2 separate regions of the Gossypium hirsutum genome follow, and region 1 is linked to region 2. The links are chromatin contacts, called in public Hi-C maps. All regions are on one chromosome and are shown on one strand. Each heading gives the region's core, a stretch centred on a gene start, on an enhancer-like site or on the middle of the called end of the contact. The rest is flanking DNA. Distances are from core to core; before and after follow the strand shown. Region 1 has its middle 14 kb from the start of LOC107922632. Region 2 holds the start of LOC107944242 (classical arabinogalactan protein 5).

Evidence for each region. A called contact is a pair of places that touch in the nucleus more often than the background predicts.
Region 1: a contact with region 2 is called in a Hi-C map of leaf, with 2.3 times the contacts expected there. The contact joins the enhancer-like site here to the promoter of LOC107944242 in region 2. A contact is called at or near these places in 8 of 34 Hi-C or Micro-C datasets (anther, callus and leaf).

Annotation. Positions count from the first base shown.
Region 1 is chrD01:12,027,786-12,031,557 of Gossypium_hirsutum_v2.1, reverse strand. No RefSeq gene overlaps it. Among protein-coding and RNA genes, the nearest start is that of LOC107922632, 14 kb to the left of the region's middle. Within about 2 kb of position 1,472, at least 2 of the 9 cell types and tissues checked have an H3K27ac peak or open chromatin away from gene starts, as enhancers often do. A contact at or near this core is called in leaf, where this site is marked.
Region 2 is chrD01:11,932,350-11,936,131 of Gossypium_hirsutum_v2.1, reverse strand. It overlaps LOC107944242 (classical arabinogalactan protein 5), which reads right to left and starts at 2,187. Exons shown (of 1, transcript XM_016878063.2): 1 at 1,330-2,187. The coding sequence starts at 2,047. The coding sequence ends at 1,421. It overlaps LOC121213841 (nuclear transcription factor Y subunit B-3), which reads right to left. Exons shown (of 1, transcript XM_041087047.1): 1 at 3,530-3,782.

The sequences.
Region 1 (3,772 bases), core at 223-2,722, 96 kb before region 2:
ACTGAATTTCTTTATAACCAAAATTTTATGATAAAATTAAATCCGATAGTGGGAAGATTAATTGAAGTAATTGAGATTAATTTGATTTTAATAGGATTAGGCACGCCAGCCATTAGACCTAACCTTTAATTATCTGAATCAAATAAACTTGAAAAGGACCTCACTCGGCCAAGGGAAATTAATGGACTCCTGAAATTAGTAATAATAAAAATCTTCTTCATATACCCTACGTAATAACATAGTGTTAATAAATGCAGAAAAATCTTTTAATAAATGAAAAGAGAAATTTTGAACAGTTATTTATTTAACAAAACCCCATTCAATACTGTTTATATCAAATGGTTCATGATTAAGTCTAAACTTTATAGTAGGGAATTTTTCATTTAAATTGTTAGTGAAAAGATAAACTTGTAGAAAGTATTCTGAAAAAGCTTTTTGAAATTCAACCAAATACTCTTCATATGCAGACATAAGTTGTATAATATCAATTTTGGTTCTTAGGCTCTCGTTTTTCGTACACTGAATCGCTTTCCCGTTATTTCAGACACGATTTAACTCAAAATAGTTAAAATTTTGTTCTTATCATTCAGTTATTTAAATTTTTATATAATTATTTTTGTCAAAATTTAGTTATTCTTTTTGGTGACACCGGCAGATCCGATTTTGGGGGTCGTCTGGAGGTGCGGCCGTCCAGGACCCAAGGCTGAAAGGGGTTCAAAATATTATTTCCCAGTTGTTAAGGGGGTCAAATAAACATTTCTTTTAACTTTTAAAGGCCAAGAAAATTTTTTTACCAACATTTAAGGGGTCAAAAAAGCTTTTTTAGCTTTTAAAGGGCCCAAAATTTTTTTTACCAACTTTTAAGGGATATAATTTTTTTTCAATTTTTAAGGAATCTAAAACCTCATTTTATTATTTTACTCAGGACCCCAAAAATGTGAAGAACGGACCTAGATACCGGCATTGAAGATAATTTTTTTTGTCATTTTTTAATGCACACTTTTTTTAGTTTTCCATTTTAACACTACTATTTAATTTAAATATATGTTTTATATTGTTTTCTTATTTAGTATTTTTTTTAAAAATCACTTTTTTCTGTACTTAGATATTAGTGAAAATTTAAATTAATTAATACAAAATTTAAAAGAATCATATAATATAATTCAGTTAATTCATACCTCCAAAACTATGACTCATATGATAAAAAAATTAAAAATAAAATTGAATAAGAAAAAAATCAATAGAAAACTAACTATATACTATTACATAAATTATATTGAGTGATAATATATTTTACTCTAGAGCTTTTAAATTTGAGTTTAAAAATACTTTTAATTTAATGTTAGTAATGATTCTATGCTTTTAAGCACAAAAACGCATTTGACAGGTAATGGAAATTGGAGCCTAGTTGTGAGAGTACTTAATTCAAATTAGGGCGGTCTTTTCATTCAGTGGGAACATAACTTCTCGACAGACTGCATTCATCTTTGACTTTGAATTTGTCAAGTCGGGTACAAAGCCGGCAACTCATTGTCTTGCCTTTTTATGTTATTGACCAATAAATTTTAAAATTGGGCATAATAGTAATTTTAATATATAGTGTGAATTTAATTTTGATTTTATTTAACACTTAATTTTTATGCATTGTGCAATTTTCTTTTTACAGTTTTATTTTTTTATAACCTTTTCATCTAAAATTTTTTAAAAAATTTATTAGTTAAATTTGATTGAAAATATATAAAAAAAAGGAACATCAAAAAAAATACAAGATAACATTTTTTTACCTTTTTATCATTATTTTAAAATTTACTCTCAGTGTCACAAATAAAAATAAAACTGTAAAAAGAGATCAAATTACACAATATGTAAATATTGAAAGTTAAATTTTTTTAGAATCAATACTAAAATGACAAAATTTATAAGTATTGAAAGTTAAATTATTACTATGTCAATTTTAAAAGCTGTCAGTTGGTGACTTAAAAAAATAAAATTAAATAATGAGATGATTGTCTTATAACTTTTTCATAATTTAATGATAAAAGAATTTTACTATTGTAGTTTAGACTTTTATTTATTTATTTTTGTTGCTTCCAAGTCAACAACATCATGTAAGTCACCTCAATCCATCTAACTCAATAACCATACTAGTGGCACCCACTAAACACTACAAATTCTTTTACGTTTACTATTCTTCTTGGTTAGAATTTTTGTTTTCTCTTATTCGCTATTTTTCTTTGTTTTCCGTTTTTTTATATGAAAAATACAACCAGAAAAGCATTTTTAGTTAAAAGAAAATAAACCCATTTATAATTTATAATTTTTTTTATTGAATTGATGTCACAAATTAATTTAATTTAGAAAATATTATAATTAGTAATGAATCAAGGGTTGGCAGAAGCTCCGACTTTCTCTAAAATATAATTTTTTTTATTTAGGTCTCTTTATAGTTTATAAAATTTTAAATTAGTAATGATAAAATTATATTTTAGCCCCAAAAAATGATAAAAATTTATTTAATCTTTTAAATATTATAAAGATATAGGCTATTAAAATAATAAATTTATATTTTTACTATCGTAAAAATATACAATTTAATTTTGACCCCTTAAAATAATTTTTGACTTGGTCCCTAATTATAATTTACATATACACATTTTTTGGTGATATACTTTTTTTTAATTAAGGTACATTAAAACTAAATTTTTAAAATTTATAATTATTTCTTTTAATAATATTATTTTTAGGGTTTAGAATCTTAAATCTAATTTTTTTTTTCAATCTTTACCTTTTTTGTGAATACGTGATTATTTGATTTAATCTTTTATAATTCTATTACTTGGAAGAAGAATCTAGCGGTAGAGGTCCATCAGTACACATCACAGCAACTTAAGTTAAAAGGCAAGAAATACTTTTTAATCATCTAAGCGTCAAGTTAGGTTTGTGATTTGCTGCTTTGTCAACTTTTTCAAAGTCGCTTTTTCAATGATTATTTTGTTTGGTTACATCTCTACATAAAAGAGGCAAAAGGGGGGGGGGTGATTACACTTCTTCTACCCATTATAAATCAATAAATCATTGAAATTGAGATATTTGTCGTTGACGATATGTAAATTGTATTTATTTCTAATAATTTAATGTCATATTAGTATTTTTATCTTGAATTTTAATATTTTTATTATATAAAAAATTAAATTTAAATGAAAAATTTAAAATTAAGGATGAAATTACTGATGTGGCATCAAACTATTGGAAAGAGATAATATCTATATTTCAGACAATCCATTTTCAGATAACTAGATATAAATACGAGTTGGTGCCCTAGTTGCAAATCCTATCATTAGAAGCAAATAAGGGGTGAGCAAGTATTTTGACTCTCAAAAATAGAAAAGTATCATGAATTTATCTATTTAGATTCAAAAAAGAGAAAAAAAAATTGTTCAATCCATTCAAAAAAATGATAAAATCTTAAGTTAGTACATAATAAAATTATACTTTAATGTTTGAAATTTTGAACTCAACTTCGCTCTCCTGAAAAATATTTTAAATTCATCTTTACTCACCATGTGTGCTTTTAGGTTTAATTTATCTTTTTTTATAGATTTTATATAAAAAAATATAAAAAACCTCAAAATAATATTTTATTAATTATTTTAAATTTTTTTCTTATCGAATTGAGGTTGTTGATTCGTAACATTAACTTAATCAAACACTTAAATAATAGTATATATATATTAATTAAAAAATTATTTATAGTTGAGTACGAGGAGTCATT
Region 2 (3,782 bases), core at 938-3,437:
TCGATTGTTCGCCTCCAACTGAGTTTTTTCCTCTATCGTCCCCATTCGTTTTGACTCTCACCTCTTTCGGTTCCTTTCTCAACCATCGGCTCCACAATGGTTATTCTGCCCTTTTGGGTGGAGCTCTCAAAGTGATATCCCATCCAAACTCAGTCTATGTTGTCCCCATCGTTAATCAGATTGGGCAAAAGCTTTCTCCATGCTTTAGCCTTCCACATAGAAAGCAAAATAACGATAGCTTCTCATACTGAAACGTCGCCTATGTAGGTTTATCCTGGCCGTACACAATACGTTTCTTTCTTTTTAGTGGGATCGAACATCCAAACGTACTCGGACCCTGATGTATTTCTTCGCTCCTTTAGTTGCAAGCACCGCATCATAGTCTAGAAAAGCCCTTATAAAATTCCCAATTATTTGGCCATACCTTCTAACATGTATCCGTAGCTTGATTACGGATTTGTACCCAAAAGTTTGTATAAAAAAGTGGAACTTGAAGCGGATCTTCCCCTATGTGGAAAATTATTAAGTGTCTATTGAAAAACCAAGGTAAACTATCAACTACCCTTTTTATTCAATCTCATTGTAGAAACGGAATAAGATTCTTTTGTCTTCAATTTTTGTAATTGTAACTCCTTCAATCGGGTGCCATAGTTCTGCTAACACATACTCCATAGACGGAAAGTGTACTGCACTTTTAGTTAATACTCTCCCTACCAGACAGAAGTTGAACTCGTCTTCAACTTCATCTTCTTCTTGCCCATATGTCGGTTCTTCTTCTTCTTCTTCATCAGCAAGATTTTTGGCTGAAGCGGAGATAAAATCTCCAACGAAACTGCGATTACAGCAGACAAAAAGAAAGAAAATAACGTGCTATACTTTGGCAGACTCTTAACTTTAATATTCCTAATTTCTCCAAACAACGAAATTTAGTATTTTTTAAGTGAAATCCAAAACATTTCATTAGTATTAATTAAATAAGAAAAAGAAGTGAAATAAATTAGGGGGATTCACTTGTATATAATCTACACACTTTCCTAATTATTTATATAATTAATATTTTAACCATTATATTTAATTATCTACTCATGTAAATACATCTATAGTAAATTTAAAATTTTTATTTATTATTATATATTAATATATAGAATATTTTTTATTGATATATTGTAAAGGTGCTAGTGTTACATCTTCTACAAGAGAATCTTCTCGAATGTTGGACAATGACTGTATAAGTAGATCATTTTTCATTTAAAGTAGAATTTTAATTCTGGTTTTAATTTAGTAGGACAATTTCATTTTTGCTCCTCCCAAATGATAAAAGCCAAAAAATTTGATAATCCACACAATAATTTTATTTATACCAAATAATACATGCAAATGAAATAATAATGTGGAAACTACTCTTAACAAAAAATTAAATCTAAAGAATCAACGCCGATCCAATAACCAAACTCGCCGTTAGAACAACGAACCCCACTTCGTAACCAGATTTTGAACCGGACTCATCATTAACCGCTGGACCCTCCGCACTCTCCGGCGACGAACCCACTGGAGTGGCCATCGGCGGGCTACTGGTCGATGGGAAAATCGCAGGACTCTCCGCTGGCGTCGCTGAACTAGAAGGAATATTGGCAGAAGACTCGGGAGTTCCAACCGGACCTTCCGCAACAGGTGGAGCCCCGACTGGAGTCATGGACGGAGGAGAACTTGCCGCTGGTGATGGAGTCGCTGGGGATTGAGCCGGGGGGCTAGAAGAAGCAGGCGGAGTGGCAGTAGGAGATTGAGAAGGTGTGGGCATAGCAGTGGGAGTTGTTGCAGGCGGGGGCGATGTTATCGATGGGGAACTCGCAGGAGTTGCCGACGGAGGTGATGATGAAGGAGATTTAGAAGGCGATGTGATTGGAGGACTTGAAGAAGTGGTGGGAGCTTTCGCCGGAGACACAGGAGTTGTCTTTGGCGATGGAGAAGGTGCATTATCGGCTTTTACTAGGATGCCAGTAACAGAAATAAAGAGAACACAAATAGAAACATTGACGAGTCTAATCATCTTTGCTTTCTAAATTCTTCTCTATTTGCTTTGATGGTTGATGATTTTCTGTTTTTAAAGATGGAAAAGGAGAAAGTGAGAAATTTATAAAAGTAGGCTTTCAGAATTTGAAAATGTTAAGTAACAGGTTAAAGGATTTGATTAGGATAATTACAGAAATTTTGACCGTTGGGAGTGTATTTCAAAAAGTTGTTTCTACTAAAATAGCCGTTAACTCTAATTTGGTCGCCTAGGGTACCAGAAAAGTAGACCCGATTCCAAAAATCTATAATTATTTATTTCATATTCATATATATTTTGAAATATTACCAAATATCTATTAAAAAATAATAATTTATAGGCTAAACTACACAAATAGCCACTCTACTATAAAAAATTTTCATTACATAGTTCAATCATTTTGGTCACTCCTGTTAAAATCACAAAATGTCAAACTACCGCGTCACTACAAAAATTAGTATAATAATAAATTTAACCTTTAACATTTACACATTATATCGATTTAGTCATAATTTTAAAATTTTAAAAAAATATATAAAAATACATAAATATTTTTAAAATATATAATAAATTTAAATTTTATATTAATATTAAATAAAATAAAAATCCCCACTCCTTCCCCCACCACTGTCTCCGCCCCCCTCTCCAAAGTTTTAAGATATTAAATAAAATAAAAATCCACATACTAAAAGTTTTAAGATACTTCCCTATACCCTCCTCAACGTATTCAACGAAAACAGGTGACAGAAAATCAACTTGTGAAACTGCTAGAGGTCAAATACGCAATATGACAACAGATATTTTATATTGCTCTACCAATGACCACTCATCCTCATGCCGCAACGGTTTACAATGTTTCTCCCTTAACAAAGAATTCACTCCGCATGAACCAGTTGGTATCCTTCAGTCATGTAGTTGTACCTCCTATTTTTATATATTATGTAATTTATAATATAAATAAAAATATTAAGATAATTACATATAAAAATTTAATAAATAAGTATTAAAAAAATAATATGAGTGGACTTAAAACGAGTCATATTTCGAGTTGGACCGAACTTAATTAAACACAAAAATATTACTATCATACATAAATCCGACCTAAACTCAGTCGGGCCAAACCCATAAAAATTTATTTATATGTATGTTGATTGCGTTTTATGTAAAGAATAGTTCACTCTATATCTCCTCGTATTGAGACTTCCTCCTTTAAAGAAATTTGCATTAAAATAAATTCCAGACTTGTTAACCTTACAATCAATGTGTATATTATCACCTGAATCTCTTGTAAATACTCTATAATCAATGTGGTATCTATCATTTGAATCTCTTAGAATATTTTTATTTCTTAATTCAATTACATTAATTTTATTTAACTTCTTCCAAAAATTATCAAAATGTGGGTCTACAATTATTTGGTGGAAATATATAAAATTTTAAAGTAAATTTGAGTTGTATAGAAAACTTGCAAATGTCACATTATTTAACCCAAATTAAGTAATTTATAAATAATAAAAATCATAAAATCATCACAGAAATATAATCCTAGTGTTTTATTCTTTTACCGGAAACCAAACTGCAACTAAAGTCTCCACGCTGCGGATCTCAAATCCAAGGGCCTAAAACTGCCTCTTCCTTCTTTTCACCGTACACGTGTTATTGAGATGACTAGTGGGCCCTATCATAACTAGCTTCTCTTAAAGCTTACACGTGTACCCTCTGTGACCTAACTGGG